Regions from separate parts of the Sus scrofa genome. Here region 2 is linked to region 1. The links are chromatin contacts, called in public HiChIP or PLAC-seq maps. All regions are on one chromosome and are shown on one strand. Each heading gives the region's core, a stretch centred on a gene start, on an enhancer-like site or on the middle of the called end of the contact. The rest is flanking DNA. Distances are from core to core; before and after follow the strand shown.

Region 1 (7,855 bases), core at 2,974-5,473:
CTTGAATTCGACCCCTAGCCTAGGAACCTCCATATCCGCAGGGGTGGCCCTTAAAAAAAAAATTTATACAGGAGTTCCCACTGTGGTGCAAGAGGACCAGAGGGGTCTCTGGAGCCCTGGGACAAGGTTTGATCCCCAGCCCAGCACAATGGGCTAAGGATCCGGCATTGCCAGCTCAGATCTGATCCCTGGCCAGATCCGGCGTTGCCATGAGCTGTGGTGTAGGTCGCAGACGCGGCTCGGATCTAGCGTTGCTGTGGTTCTGGCGTAGGCCTGCAGCTGTAGCTCCGATTCGACCCCTAGCCTGGGAACCTCCATATGCTGCAGGTGCAGTCCTAAAAAGACAAACAACAACAACAACAAAAAACTTCCTAAGGGCTATCCAATTAGAGCCTTGCAGTGCAGAAATCTGCCAAGGTAACTGAAAAGTACTGTATACAGGTCACTGACTGCAAGATGGCCAAAAAAGGAAAAAAAAAAAAATGATATAAAAGAACTCATTTATAAAATAAAAACAAACTCCCAGATTTCAAAATCAAACTTATGGTTACGGAAAGGAAAACTGTGGAGGGGGAAGATAAATTGAGAGGACGCCCTAACATGTATAAAACAGAGAACTAACAAGGACCTACTCTACAGCACAGGGAGGTCTCCTCAAAGTTCTGTAATAACCTACATGTGACAAGAATGGATATATGCATGTGGACAACCAAGCCACTTCACTGCACACCTACAACTAGCACAACATTGTCAACTATACTCTAATAATTATTTTTTAAATTTTAATATATAGCTTTCAGAATTATACACACATAAGAGAAGAGAGAAAAACAATACAAGGCAGGCCACCACTTTCTGACTTGTCCATCAAGGCTGTGTTAGAAGTAAAATAAACTTGAAAAGTTACCCATTACTTCGCTGATGTTTTCAACCCCCAAATAATCTATTCAGATATTCAAGGTTGATTATCCCATTGATAATTTTACACATCTTAGAAATCTACCTCTCCTATAGTATCTCTTAGCCAAGACAGTGTTTCCTGGAATGCCTAAGGTCAGGGAGAAATCTGAAATGCATACTAGACAACCATGATAACTCCTCAAGTTCCCATTGTGGCTCAGCAATAATGAACCTGACTGGTATCCATGAGATGCAGGTTCAATCCCTGGCCCCCACTCAGACGGTTAAGGATCTGGCATTGTGGTGAGCTGTGGTATGGGTCACAGACGCAGTTAGGATCCCATATTCCCGTACTGCTGTGGCTGTGGTGAGGCCAGCAGCTGCAGCTCCAATTTGACCGCTAGCCTGAGAACTTGCATATGCTGCAGGTACAGCCCTAAAAAGACAAAAAAAAAAAAAAAAAAAAAAGAATACACACACACACACGCACACACATATATATATTCCCCACCTAAACATGCATTTTCAAGTAAAAAAAAAAAAAAAAAATTACCTTCCATTAAGGTTTATCAATATTAACCAAGCTACCAAAATCATTTTGTCAAGAGATTCACAATCAAGTTCATCTTTGAATACCATGACTCTAAATGTTTTCATTTATGGTATATTATGTTTAAAACCCAATTTAAGATGCCAAGTTTCCTCTGCCAGGAAAAGAGTTAGAGACATTCATTAGTCAGATAATCTTTTATTAAAGTGCAATGCACATTCTTTTGAGACAATGGCAGAGAACACATATTAAACATTTTTAATCAAATGAAAATTTTTGCTATTTCTTTAGGATACAAATAAAAGCGAATATAAATTTTTACTACATTATTTGTCTTTAAACATCATTAGTGCAAGATACATCTTATTCCTCATCCTTGAATTACACTGTACATTTAAAAGTACATCATAAATCTTTCACAGGCTTCTATCTGGAAGAGTTACTCAAGTAAAATTAAACACTGAGGTCTTTTTCCTTGCTTTCTCCTTCCTTAAAAAGCTACTGACGTATAAAACATAGGAGGTTTGAAGACTTAATTTTAATACCTATGTAGTAATATATCAAGACTAAACCTAAATTAATGTCAAAAGACACTACATTAACAAAATAGACCACTGTAAAAGCCATTTTCAAAATTTTAACAGAGCTTTACGATTTCTATTATTCTTCTATGTTTTTATAAGCTAATGAAACTTTGAAAATGTAATTATTTTCCTGAAAGTAAATGTACAATTATTCTTTTCTCCTCAGAAAAATATGTCCTCAAGCACAGAGCTGTACAAAAGGAAACAATGTAACTGGCTAACAGCCCCTTATTTTCTACGTAAGTATTTCAATAACTTTTGTAAACCACTAGTCTCAAACATGTAAAGAAGTAATTTTTTATTAAAGTGAGTTTACTAATATAAAGTATGATGCGATTATACACATTTCTACCATACAGAATGAGCTGATTCTACACTATTTGTGGAGTATATTTCATTTTGGGAACACTGCCAATAAGTTAAAAATAAGTATAATTAGGTAGCCAGAAAAAAAAATTTTGCATGGCAAGACTTTAGCTCTATTCCGAAACGGCACCCTTCACTCCACGACCATAAAACTGCCTGGTCTTAACTTACTAAAAAAAAAAAAAAATCAACAACAGATAAGGCATTTTTGACTATGGAAATACCTCAAAATATAACGAAAAGCCAAGATATAATTATTGGAAGACAAGCGATCCCTAAAAGTCCAGTTTTCCACACAATCCTTCAACAATTTCAGATCTGAGAAAAACATGCAACCCCAGACACGGTATCTCCCTTCACTCCTGTGCTAGTCAGCCAGACTGAAAGATCCGCGAGGCTCTAAATCTTACACCTCTTCTTTGCTATCTATTCTAAGTGGTGGTTCTTGAAAAACAAAATACACCACAGAAACAATATTCTGTGGTATTTTTAATATTTTAATATTAAATATTTTACATGATGATTACGATGTGAAACTTCTGAATAAAGTTAACTAAAATTTAAGCCTGGACAGAAATCTAATATGTCTAATATGTTTGCTTGTCTGCGGACAAAACAATTCCACAACACAGAAAGGAACACAGTAGTACTCAGAGCCTATTTCCCCAACTCTAAATGACAACCAGCTTGAGACCAGTCATTTTATGTTTTGTTTGTTTGTTTTGTCTTTTTGCCATTTCTAGGGCTGCTCCTGCGGCATATGGAGGTTCCCAGGCTAGGGGTCTAACTGGAGCTGTAGCCGCAGACCTAAACCACAGCCACAGCAACACCAGATCCAAGCCGCTTCTGCAACCTACACCACAGCTCACAGCAATGCCAGATCCTTAACCCACTGAGCAAGGGCAGGGACCGAACCCGCAACCTCATGGTTCCTAGTCGGATTCGTTAACCAATGAGCCATGACAGGAACTCTGAGACCAGTCATTTTATAAAGAGAAGTTTGTGAAGCAAGTATTCTTAATACTTGGGAGAAGTTCCTGTGTAGTGCAACGGGTTAAGGACCTGGAGTTGCCACAACTGTGACGCAGGCTGCAACTGCAGCGTGGGTTCCATCTCTGGCACAGGAACTTCCACACGGCCCTAGGTGCAGCCAAAAACAAACAAATATTTGGAATACTTGGTATATATTTGAAATAAACCTTAAAGTCTATTTAATGATGAAAACAACTTCACTAAAAACTAATTAAAAACCCAAAATGGCATTTTAGCACCAACTACTATAAACTCTTACGATGTTATCTTTAACAGATAGGCAATAAAATTTTACCAATACTGAATCATTTGCTTTTAGTTTTGAGAGTAGATAATATTCACGTAGTTCCAAATTCAAAACTTACCCAAAAAGGTATATAATAAAAAGTCTCTGCCTCTCACCCCCTTCACCAGCCACCAACAGGGGGAAAACAAATAACACTAAAATATAATCATGGAATATACATTCTCAATCGTTTCCTGTGGGACCACAGGCATGGTAACACTTATACCACCAGAAATAACATTATTTTCTTTTTGAAATGGGATTATTTCAAAGTTCACAAAACAGAAAACATCTGGATGACAAGACACTCACACATGAATGCCAAAAGGGAGATCAAACGGAGTGTTAAAATAAAACATGACCAAGGAATACTGTGAGGAAACAATAAAATGAAAGAAAAATATCGGCTCCAGTTCTATTAAGTTCGCCCTGACCAACACATGACAGGAAATCTGCAGCAATGGAACAAAGGACAGAGTTACAAGTCTCAGTGCCTAGTTCCCAAATTAGTCACTGGAGCGTCAACAGCGCAGACTACCTCATGCTTATGCCTCAGACCTTTCCTGAAGACTGGCACCCTTTGTGGGATTCAAAGGAACATCTGAAGAATTTACAAAGAAAAACATCAACTGAGCACCCCAGGCCTTCTCAGGTACAAGGCTTCATACCTTCTGCTGTTAAGACTGAACCGCAGAGCCCCAATTACTAAGAGGCAAGATATTCAGCTAGTTTGCTGAGGAATTCTAGCTTTTACGTGTCCTTCCCTGCTTTCAGTCTGGCCACCTCAGTGCTTATTAATGCTCTCACCTGAGACGCCAAAGGAGCTCAGCAAAAGCGCAACTCCTGAAAGGCCCTTGGGCCACCATTTCCCCAACTATCAGACCAGCACGAGCGGCCTGGCACTTAACCGCTGCTGTATCCCGAAGTGGAAAATCCTCACCGCCACCAGCCTGTGGGCCCATTACCGATGATGAATACAAAAACCTACTCCTGAACTCGAAAGGAGTCGACAGGAGGGGATACAAAAGGTTTCCAAGGAGTCTCTTATTCCCAATCGCTTAGGACAACTGCAACTCCAGCTATATCCTTCACAATCCGACGTCAGCACAGTTTTTACTTTTAGGGGCAACACTAGGTGTAAGTTAGAAATGAGTCCCTGTGGCAAACGGGGCAAACGGGGGGAGAAAAGCCATATTCCTGCCACCTATTTCTTGCTGGCAAAGACCTCCTCTCCAAGAATGTAATCCCATTCTCAGCCTCCTCTGCAGCGAGGCTACAGGGGTACATAAAACAAACTCAGCCACGGAGATATATGGGAAGGTCTTTGGGGATAATTTCTGGTAGAAATTTTCTTCCCTGGTGGAATGAAAGGAAGGTGGGGAAGGAGGGAAAATCTGCATGAGGAGAAACTGTGCTTCCCTTCTCTTTTTCCACCTAATGCTGCTGCATGAGAAAAGCACGCTGAGAATTGCAGAAGCCATCCAATCACGAGGAGAATCATTATCAACACACAAACAGATGGAAGGTACCTAGGACTGCTGAGCTTGAAGGAAATTCTTTAGCACTACGTGAACAGTTTATCTCTGAGATTCATTACATTTTTTAACTTACAGGTTAACTCTTTAGGGGGTGAGTAAGTCAAGGACCATATTCTGAATTGAAACTCTCAATTACTTAACAAAATTATAGCCCAGGAGTTCCCATTGTGGCTCAGCAGAAACGAATCTAGATATCCACGAGGATGCAGGTTCGATCCCTGGCCTCGCTCTGTGGGTTAAGGATCCGGCATTGCTGTGAGCTGTGGTGTCGGTCACAAGCTCAGCTCAGATCCCCTGTTGCTGTGACTCTGGTGTAGGCCAGTGGCTACAGCTCCGATTAGACCCCTAGCCTGGGAACCTCCATATGCCACGGGTGCGGCCCTAAAAGGACAAAAAAAAAAGGGAGTTCCCGTCATGGCGCAGTGGAAACAATCCAAGTGGGAACCATGAGGTTGCAGATTTGATCCCTGGCCTCGATCAGTGGGCTAAGAATCCGGCATTGCCACGAGCTGTGGTGTAGGTCGCAGACTTGCCTCAGATTTGGCGTTGCTGTGGCTCTGGCATAGGCCAGCAGCAACAGCTCTGATTAGACCACTAGCCTGGGAACCTCCGTATGCCATGAGTGTGGCCCTAAAAAGACAAAAGACGAAAAAAAAAAAAAAAATACAGCCCACATGCATTTATGGAGTATTATATTCCACACACTATGCAAGAGAGCTTTTTGTGTGCGTTACTTAAATTATCAAAATTACTCCACAAGTTATTATAATTATGATCATTTTACAGATGAGAAACATGAGGCTCAGAAAAGTGGGTCTTTTTGGTCTTTTGGTATTTTTAGGGCCTCACCCACAGCATATGGAAGTTCCCAGGCTAGGAGTTGAATCAGAGCTGTAGCTGCTGGCCTGCACCACAGCCACAGCAACTTGGGATCCAAGCTGCGTCTTCGACCTGCACCACAGCTCATGGCAACGCCCGATCCTTAACCCCTTGAGTGAGGCCAGGGATCGAACCCACAACCTCATGGTTCCTACTCAGATTCTTTTCTGCTGCGCCACACAGAAACTCCCCAAACTTCATTAGATTTTTAGCATGTATTACTCATGCATAATTTTTAAGACATAGATGAAATTAATTGGTCATAAAGTGGTCACATTCAGGCTTGAACTCTTCCGAACCTTTTTTTTTGGCCACACCCAGGGCATGGATAAGTTTCTGGGCCAGGAATCGAACCCAAACCACAGCAGTGACAATGCTGAATCCTTAACCACCAGGCCACCAAGGAACTCCCCTGAATCATTTTTTTTAATCAGTCATTGATACCCATGTTTTTCCACACAATATCATCTTTTGTGCCATCAAAAGCCTGGGCAATCCAAGATGTGTATTCAAACCATTATCTCTGGGATTTTCTTCTAAGCTTGCCAACGGCTACTCTGTAAGGCCTGTGCATGAAGAGATGATGACAACTGCCTCACGACCAAAAGCAATTCTAAGATGTATCTGAATTTCAGAAATGTAAGAATGTAAAAAAAAAAAAAAATGTACTTCTTAGAGTTAACAAAATACAATAACTTATAACTTTGTATAAGACAATATCTCGTGGCTACTGATGGTGAGCACCTACCATACTTGGTATTTCACCTATTTCATCTAACTTTCACAGAAAAGCAAGGAGGCATTAACCTTATTTTCCATACATGAAATATGAGGCTCAGAGAATCTCAGTAACTTGTCCTTGCTTACCCAGCTAATAGGTGGCAGAGCTGGGTTTCAAACTCTGGTCTGTCTTCAAAGTCCTTATTCTTTTCATTACTTCAGTGGTTCTCAAAATTTAGTGCACATAAGGATCATCTCAAGTGATTCTTCCAGAGTAGGAAAAATATTGCAAATACTGCATATATTTGCAAATCATATGGTGGATAAGATATAAAAAGACTTCTTCTTACAACTCAGTAAGAAAAAGATAAATAATCCAATTAAAAATGGGAAAAGGATTTGAACAGACATTTCTCCAAAGATATACAACTGGCGAAATAAGCACATGAAAAAATGTTCAACATCATAAGCTCTTAGGGAAATGCAAATCAAAGTCACAATATGATACCACATCACAATCATTAGAATGGCTATAATCAAAAGACAAGTTCCCATTGTGGCTCAGTGGGTTAAGAACCCAACACAGTGTCCATGAGAATGTGGGTTCGACCCCTGGCCTTGCTCAGTGGGTTAAGGATCCAGCCTCGCTGAAAAGGTAGCAGATGCGGCTCAGATCCAGCATTGTCATGGCTGTGGCACAGGCCTGCAGCTGCAGCTCCGATTCGCCCCCTCACCTGGGAACTTCCATAGGCCGCATGTAACAAGCATTGATAAAGATGTGTAGAAACTGGAACCTTCACATATTAAAGCTAGCAGGAATATAGAGTGGTAACAGCCACTTTGGAAAACAGTTTGAAAGTTCCTCAGAAAGTTAAACATAAAGCTACCATATGACCCAGTGGTACCTAGTGGTACCAGGTATATACATACCCAAGGTAAATGGAGACGTAAGTCATAAGTCCATGAAAAACTTGTTCAAAGGAGCATTATTCATAATAGC
Region 2 (7,855 bases), core at 2,793-5,292, 37 kb after region 1:
TCCCCCGTCGCGCTGCCGCAAAGCATTGGAATGGCAGACAGCTTACAAATGTATTAAAGCAAAAGGGCATTTTCAGAGAGAGAGAACGCACATGAGCACAGGTTAAAAAAGAGGGCCTGGGAGGTCCCATCGTGGCGCAGCAGCAAATGAACCCGACTAGTATCCACGAGGACGCTGGTTCGATCCCTGGCCTCGCTCAGTGGGTTAAGGATCCAGCATTGCCAAGAGCTGTGGCGTGGGTCCCAGACACAGCTCGGATCCCGCGTTGCTGTGACTGTGGTGTAGACCTGGGAACCTCCATATGCTGTGGGTGCAGCCCCAAAAAGACAGGAAAAAAATAAAAAAGAAGCGGGCCCAACTCCCTCTGCAATCGTCTTTATACCCCACAGCGCAGAGCTGAGTGGAGACCCAGTTTGATCCTCTGCGCAGAGGGAGCAGGTCGTACCGAGGCTGGGTGAGGATGGGGCCACATCCTTCTCCAGCAGGGAGCCCGCAGCCGGGAGGGCCGAGTCGGGGAGGGGCAGGACAGTGACTCGGGGCCAGAGGCTCGGGGGGTTCATCTTGCAGCGGACTTGAAGCGCGAGGGAATCCTCACTGACAAAGGCAGAAACGCGCAGGACCCTGGAGCCTCGAGGCTGGACATCTCTCCTTGAGCTTTCCTCACCCTGCTCCGCCCCAGGAGGCCGACGAGCCAGGACTTCATTAACCGGAGTTGGGTGCGTCTGCCTTCAGGCTGGACTTGGCCCGTGGAGGGAGGGGGAGGGGAGGTCAGGGTGGCTCTTCTCTTGTGGCGGTGCCTTGGGCTGGCTCTGTCCCTCAGCTAAAGGTCATGCTCCTCTCCAAGAGGCTGACTCCACAAGACTTTCTTTCTTTCTTTCTTTTTCTTGTTCTTTTTTTTCTTTTGCTCCTTTTGTAGGGCTGCACCTGCAGCATAAGGAGGTTCCCAGGCTAGGGGTCAGATTGGAGCTATAGCTGCCAGCCTACACCACAGTCATAGCAATGTGGGATCCGAGCAGCATCTGAAACCTACACCACAGCTGTGGCAACACCGGATCTTTAGCCCACTGAGCAAGGCCAGGGATCGAACCCGCAACCTCATGGTTCCTAGTTGGGTTCTTAACCTGTTGAGCCAGGATGGGAACTCCCATGACCTTTCTTGTTCCAGGTCCTGGGAACTGCTTCTCAGCCCCTTTAGCCATTCAGGCCTAGAGGTGGGGACAGCTCTGCTGCCAGCTCCACGTTAGTACACTTGAAGTCACCCTGTGCTTTGTAATTAGGCCCTGTATAAACAAACCGCCTGCCACTTTCAGGTGAGTGGTACCATCTGTGTCTTGTTGGGACTCTGAATGATGCTGTCCCTGAAATTCTCCCTGTTAGCTAAGTGGGAGGAGGAGGGAGTGAGCGGGGCCATCCTTAGAGGATAAGAAAGAACAGCCGAGTTCTGGCTGGAGGAGCCAGTGCCAACGAGGGAGGCAGAAAGGATGCACCTGGCCTCCTGAGTCTGCCTTCCTGGCAGGAGACGTGGGCTGGCACGAGCAGGAGGCCAGCTGCTAACAGAAAGTTCTGCAGAGTCGGCCCAAAGCTCAAGCTAAAGCTCGGAGCATCTTCTCTTCCACTGAGGCCTGTCTGGTACCCGCGAGCACTGGCACTTGCTGGTTCCTAACTGGTCCCCGGACTTGCTAATCAGATTAAAGGGCAAACTACTGAATGCCGAGGACTCATGAATTTGAAATCCTGTGGCGTTTATTTTCCTGTGATCAGGAAAGGCACCTTTCGGTAGAGGTACCTCCGAGGAAACTCAGTAAATGCATCATTTTTTTCCCTTAACAGGAGATGGGGAGCTTGGCGCCGAGGCAGGAGGGGGTCTACCTTGTGCTACGGAGTAGGGGTGTCAGAGATCTGGGGACCGGGTTTGTCTCTAAAGTGAGAGAGCGGATCGGGCCTGAACATCCCACCAGCTCTCCTGGGCTCTTTCAATGCTAATGCGTCCACATTTCAAGCCACCACGGTTCCACATCTCCCCTAGTTCTCTCTCTTCCCCAGCAAAGCTGAGTATGTGTGGGAGGCAGAGGAAGCAGGGCCAAATGGGGCATCCAGGAGGCTCCCTCGAAGAGAGTGGGGGCCTGTGGGGAGGGAAAGGGGCCTCTCCCCCTGGATGCTCTCTGAGCTGGGACTCTGCAGGCTCATCCTGGTGCTGCAGCTGGAATCAAGTGTGGTGAGAAAGTGGGGCTGTGGGCAGGGGGGACCTACGAGACTGGGGCTGTTTGTGAACACAGAGAGTGGATTAGAGAGTTCTAAAGACAGGCGGCTCATGGAAGGGCCTACGTCAGCAAGCTTGTCAGGATCAAGATATTGGGGGGCCTGGGAGGAACATGGGGCACCCCTCCCAGTTCCTCATACTTGCCATGGCTCCATATGAAAGAGCGTGAGGTTGAGAGGAGGCACAGAGGGCCAGCCAGCAGCCACAAGGAGTAGGGTCCCCCATTTGGGGGAGGGGCTGGGGACAGACCCATGGTAGGGACAAAGGAAGGCCAGGCAGCCCCTGTCCGTGGAAGTCCTTGGCAATGAGGGGCCAAGGGAGAGCTGAGTGACACCCAGGAAGTCACGGGTGTTCCCTCTGTGGACATCACCACATCACAGAGGCCACCAAGGGCAAACAGAACCGGAGCAAGGTCAGGGACAGGTCTCTGAAGCAGAATGAAGCCGGGGGGGCAAGAGAGCTCACAGGCCTTCTCTCCACCCCCAGGAGTTAGTGATGAGAAAAGAGAGCGGAGCATGCCCCTGGCCTATCACGGTCCCCAGCCACCAAGCCTCTCTAGTCACATTCTAGCCTGGGTGGGGTAGAGGGTTGCTGTGAATTGGGTAAGAGGTTGAAGTTTTTGCTTTGTTTTTTGTCTTTTTTTTTTTGCCTTTTCCAGGGCCAGCATATGGAGGTTCCCAGGCTAGGGGTCGAATTGGAGCTGTAGCTACTGGCCTACACCAGAGCCACAGCAACACGGGATCCAAGCTGAGTCTGCAACCACAGCTCACGGCAACGCCGGATCGTTAACCCACTGAGCAAGGGCAAGGACCGAACCCGCAACCTCATGGTTCCTAGTTGGATTCGTTAACCACTGCGCCACAAGGGGAACTCCGAGATTGAAGTTTTAAACTGGACGGGTCTAGGTTTAAATAACTGAATGAGGAGTTCTCATTGTGGTTTGGTGGGTTAAGAACCCAGCTAGTATCCATGAGGATGTGGGTTTGATCCCTGGCCGTGCTCAGTGGGTGAATGACCCAGTGTTGCTGTGGCTGTGGTGTAGGCCGGCAGCTGCAGCTTTGATTCACCCCATGGCCCGGAAACTTCCATGTGCTGCAGATGTGGCCCTAAAAGAAAAGACCAGAAGGTTATTAAAACTGCCTGTGGTGTTAAAAAAGAGGAAAGAGGAAAGGGAATGATGAGGAAGATTAAAAAGACCCAGAATTTCTTCATGCAACTACCTCAACAGGTTGAACCAAACTCCTCAGCAACCAGGTGTGCTAAGAAAATGACCACTGGCCTCCCATCTCCATAGTGAGGCATCCCTCCCACCTGAGCCGAAGAGAGCACCTGGGGACCAGAGCACCTGCCAAAGAGCCTGAGCTTCACCTTGACTGGGCCGCCTTGGCTGACAAGCCTCTCTTGAACCCATCCCTGGACCGAAGAGGTGGCAGGTACTGATTGTTCGAGCTCAGGTCATATTTCTACCCCTGGAGGTGGCCTCCCCGGGACCACAGCATTCCCAGAAGGGAGGTGGGAACTGCAGGGAAGAAGGAAGGAAGGATGAATTGGGGGAAATTTCGCGTTGGGGAAACTTTTGGCATAAAGTTTCTGTCCCAGGAAGAGAGTGGAACCAAAACAAAAACGTACAGGAGTTTTATAATTCCCAGAATAACAGCCATTGACACGCTTAAAGATGACACTAACGGGGGGGTTGGAGCAGCAGGGCAGAGTTAAATATCCCGGCAGTAAGGAAAAGGAGGCCCTGTTCCCCGGTGGCCCAGTGAAGGACTCAGCATTGTCACCGCTGTGGCTGCTGTGGCTCAGTACAGGAACTTGCGCAGGCCGTGGGTGCAGCCAAAACAAACAAACGAGAAAGATTTTTAAAAAGAAAGAACGAAACAGGCGGCCAGGAGAGCTCTGAGCTGAGGGCGAGCTCCTGGGGGCTGGGAGGGGCCTCTGGATGAAGGGAGGGCAGGAAGGGGAGCTTCGGGACTAAAGGCACGTCTGAAGGGGATTTTCCGAAGTGAAATGGTGAAAGTGAAAGTGAAGGAAGCCAAGAGCAGAGCCCTCGCCCCCGTTTTCCCGTGTGAAATCAGCAGTTACAGGGTCAGTCTCTTCGGCTGTGGGCATGACGACCGAATGCAAGGTGGCAGCCAGGACTGGGTCCTGGGACAAAAGTGGGACATGGCTGCAAACGCTGGTGAAGTCCACTTACAGCCTCGAGTGTAGTTCATAGCCACTGTTGGAGGTTCCCCCCACCCCCCGCCAAAAAAGAGAGAGAGAGAGAGAGACAAAAAATAGTAATTAATGTCAATTTCTTTGTTGTGACAGTGTGTCTGTCCCTTAGAACGTACCATGTTAACGAAGGAAACTGGGTAACGGGTATAGGAGACATCTCCGTACATTTTTGCAACTTTTCCATAAATCTACAGTTATTCCAGATAAAGTTTATTTATGTATGTATTTGTTCATTTATTTGTCTCTTTAGGGCCACACCCGTGGCCCAGAGACGTTCCCAGGCTAGGGGATCGAATCAGAGCTGTAGCTGTCGGCCTCCACCACAGCCACACAACACAGGATCCGAGCCACGTCTGTGACCTACACCACAGCTCACGGCACCGACGGATCCCTGACCCACGAGCGAGGCCAGGGATCGAACCCACGTCCTCAGGGATACTCGTCAGGTTCGTTGACCACTGAGCCATGACGGGAACGCCTAAAGTGTATTTTTAAAAGAGTCCCTTTCTCGTAGCATAAATTCACATTTACTGTGTGGAGGGGCACTGCTTCTGGCATTTCACATATAAGTAAACTCTAGGTATTGTGGTGTCCCTGGCACCGTGTGGGGCGGTAGAGAGAGGAAGGAGCCAAGTGGCATTCATAACAGGATCCTGTGGCCTGAGTGCGAGAGGATGAGCTGAAGTTATGATGCACTTGGCAGCGGGCAGGGCACACAACTTGTGCCCGGAAAAGATCAGCATATCTGGAGATGTTATAAAGGCCTGCCCTCTCCCCTCGGCCTCCCACAGCCCCGGGTCCCTCCTCCCTGGGTTTGGGAGGTGGGCTGTGCCATCAGTGGGTTAGCTGAGTTTTTCCATAGGGCCGAGAACCCCAGCCTAGGTGCCTTTGCCTCTGTGGGGCAGGTTGGCTACGTCTTCCCTCCTGCCCCGTGTGTGGACAAATGAGATGACTGTGCTGGGTTCTGACCTGACTAATTTCATTTAATCCTTCTATCAACCTGGAAGGGTAGCAATCACTGTCTCCATTTTACAGATGGGGAAACAGAGGCTGCAGAGCCTGGTATTTGCTTTCCCTCAGAGCAACCTCTTGAGACGAATAAGACAAACAGCACCAGTAACTGTGGGGCCAGTTGAGCTGATAAGCAGAAAAAAAAAAAAAAACAAAAACTGGAAGAACATGGAGAGGAAAGGTCACTTCTGTGTCCCTCAGTCAGCAGACTTTGGAGCCAAGAAGTTTTCCAGGGAGAAGGGGACGAAGAGAACATTCGAGATGAGGAAATAGTGAGAAGCCTGGCACCGAGCTGGAACACCTGGAAATCTGGCAGTGCACGGGCGGGGTGCCTGGGTGGGTTGGAGCCCAGGATCCAGGCAGGGAGTGGGCTGAGACCAAAGCAGAGAGGGCCGGGACCCCAAAGCACACTTTACACCCTGCTGCGCAGGCTCTGCTGCCTTTCGGGATCTGCCCTGAGGCTGCCGTCAGCGGTGCATCATTCGTGGCTCAGGAGCCCCCCGCCCCAAAAACTCTGGTTCTATCAGAAGCCTCTGCTAAGGCCTCTATGGGTCAGTGCTGGGAGGACTCAAAACGGAGCCTAGACGGAAGAAGCAGTTTCGTATCTATCTTGTGCCAAGCCCTACAATGGGCGGTGGGGACCGGGACACTCAGTCCCTTTCCCTAGAGCGTTTGAGTTGGGGAGTATCCCCACTGCCATGCGCCATGTGGTCAGCTAGTCCCTGAGAATCAGGGCTCAGGACTGTGGAGGCCCAGGGGGGACCCCCAGCCTCTGGGGGGAAGGGGCGGGATTCCCAGCCAGACCTCACCAACCTGGTGGCAGGGTAGCCAGCATGATCAGCAGTGCCAGGGGAAGGAGAACCCAGGTTCTATTCTGGCTGCCTCTCCAGGAGGAAGTCAGATCCAGGAGGTGGAGGGCCCAGCAGGGTGAGCCAGGCCTCCACCCCCGGGCGGCCCCCTTCCTCCGGGAGGGTGTTCTGGGCATGGCCCCGTGGTGACGCTGGACCGGAGCTGGGCTCCCAGCCGACGTGCTGGCCTCTCGCTGTTTCCGGTGACCTCTAGAGCCCCACGTTGGGTGTGATGCAGGGAACCTGCGTGTGCCAGCTGTCTGGAACGGGACCAGCCCAGCAACGGCCTCCCCCCTCACGTGGTCGGGCTTGTGACACCGAAGTGCAGGCCTCTTTCGGGTGCTCTGGTTACTTCTCCAAGGACATGCAAAGTATAAAGTCCTCTGGGCCCACAGCCCAGCCCGAAACACGCGCTTCTGCGGCGCTCCAGAGGAAGGGTGGTGAGGAGGCAGGTGCCATGCTTACGGGCTCAGAAGTGCAGCCGTCACGAGGGGGCTTTTCTGCAAGCAAGCATTCTTGCCATTCTTGCGAGATGAGTGGGGAGGGGCCGAAATGGACCCCCCATTTCGGCAGCGAAGGGCCTAGACAGACCCAGAGGCTCATGGGACACTGAACACTGAGAAGGGAGCCGTGGGGCAGCGGGGCGGGAGCCCAGCGGCTCTCCGCGTCCTCGACGAGATGCAGAAGAGCTGGTGAAGCTGGATACAGGGCGGACTCTGCCACAGAGAACGAGAGACCTGAGCTCACAGCCGGAGGCGAGGAGGCCGAAGGGCATGGCTGCCTGACTGGGCATCCCTGCATCCTGGACCATCGGCGCCAAAGAGACGACAGAGCCCGTGACATCCAATTCACTACACTGAGGAGGACCAAGATCCAGAGGGGCAGAGGGCGTGTCCTAGGTCCCCTGGTGTGTCAGGGCAGGGGCCAGCCTCCCAGGCCAGTGCGTTTCCCACCCACACTCAGGAAAGTCAAACCCAGCAGGCAGCGCTCTACTGGCGTTGGAGACAGGGAGGGGCCCCGAGAGAGAGGGTCGGGTGCCCCACCCTATTTCTCAGATAAGGAGCTAGGGTCCAAGACGGCCAGGGACTTGCCTGAGGTCAAGGAAACAACAAAACCCACCCCCCAGACCCAGGGATCCCGACCTCTCAGTCCAGGACCGGGAGGCACCAGTGTCTCCCAAGGAGAGAGAGGGTGAGGAGAAAGAAGCCCCCGTTTGCTGAGCATCTGTTATGTACATGTCTTCTTTCTTTTCCTTTTTTTTTTTTTTTTTTGCCTTTTTTCTAGGGCCGCTCCTGCGGCATATGGAGGTTCCCAGGCTAGGTCCAATCGGAGCTGTAGCTGCCGGCCTTTGCCAGAGCCACAGCAATGCAGGATCTGAGCTGTGTCTGCAACCTACACCACAGCTCACAGCAACGCCTGATCCTTAACCCATTGAGCAAGGCCAGGGATCGAACCCGCAACCTCATGGTTCCTAATCGGATTCGTTAACCACTGGGCCACGATGGGAACTCCTGTC

The links. HiChIP or PLAC-seq counts read pairs in DNA pulled down with a chosen protein or histone mark.
Region 2: an H3K27ac HiChIP or PLAC-seq map of alveolar macrophages shows a contact between it and region 1. The contact joins two enhancer-like sites. A contact is called at or near these places in 1 of 5 promoter capture datasets (liver), 17 of 47 Hi-C or Micro-C datasets (alveolar macrophages, blood, brain and 7 more) and 2 of 2 datasets of contacts at active chromatin or transcription factors (alveolar macrophages and skeletal muscle).

What each region holds. Positions count from the first base shown.
Region 1 is chr9:7,592,943-7,600,797 of Sscrofa11.1, forward strand. All of the region lies in intron 2 of FCHSD2 (F-BAR and double SH3 domains protein 2), which reads right to left. Among named protein-coding and RNA genes, the nearest start is that of FCHSD2, 23 kb to the right of the region's middle. Within about 2 kb of position 4,224, at least 13 of the 83 cell types and tissues checked have an H3K27ac peak or open chromatin away from gene starts, as enhancers often do. A contact at or near this core is called in alveolar macrophages and retroperitoneal adipose tissue, where this site is marked.
Region 2 is chr9:7,630,154-7,638,008 of Sscrofa11.1, forward strand. No RefSeq gene overlaps it. Among named protein-coding and RNA genes, the nearest start is that of FCHSD2, 14 kb to the left of the region's middle. Within about 2 kb of position 4,043, at least 47 of the 83 cell types and tissues checked have an H3K27ac peak or open chromatin away from gene starts, as enhancers often do. A contact at or near this core is called in alveolar macrophages and retroperitoneal adipose tissue, where this site is marked.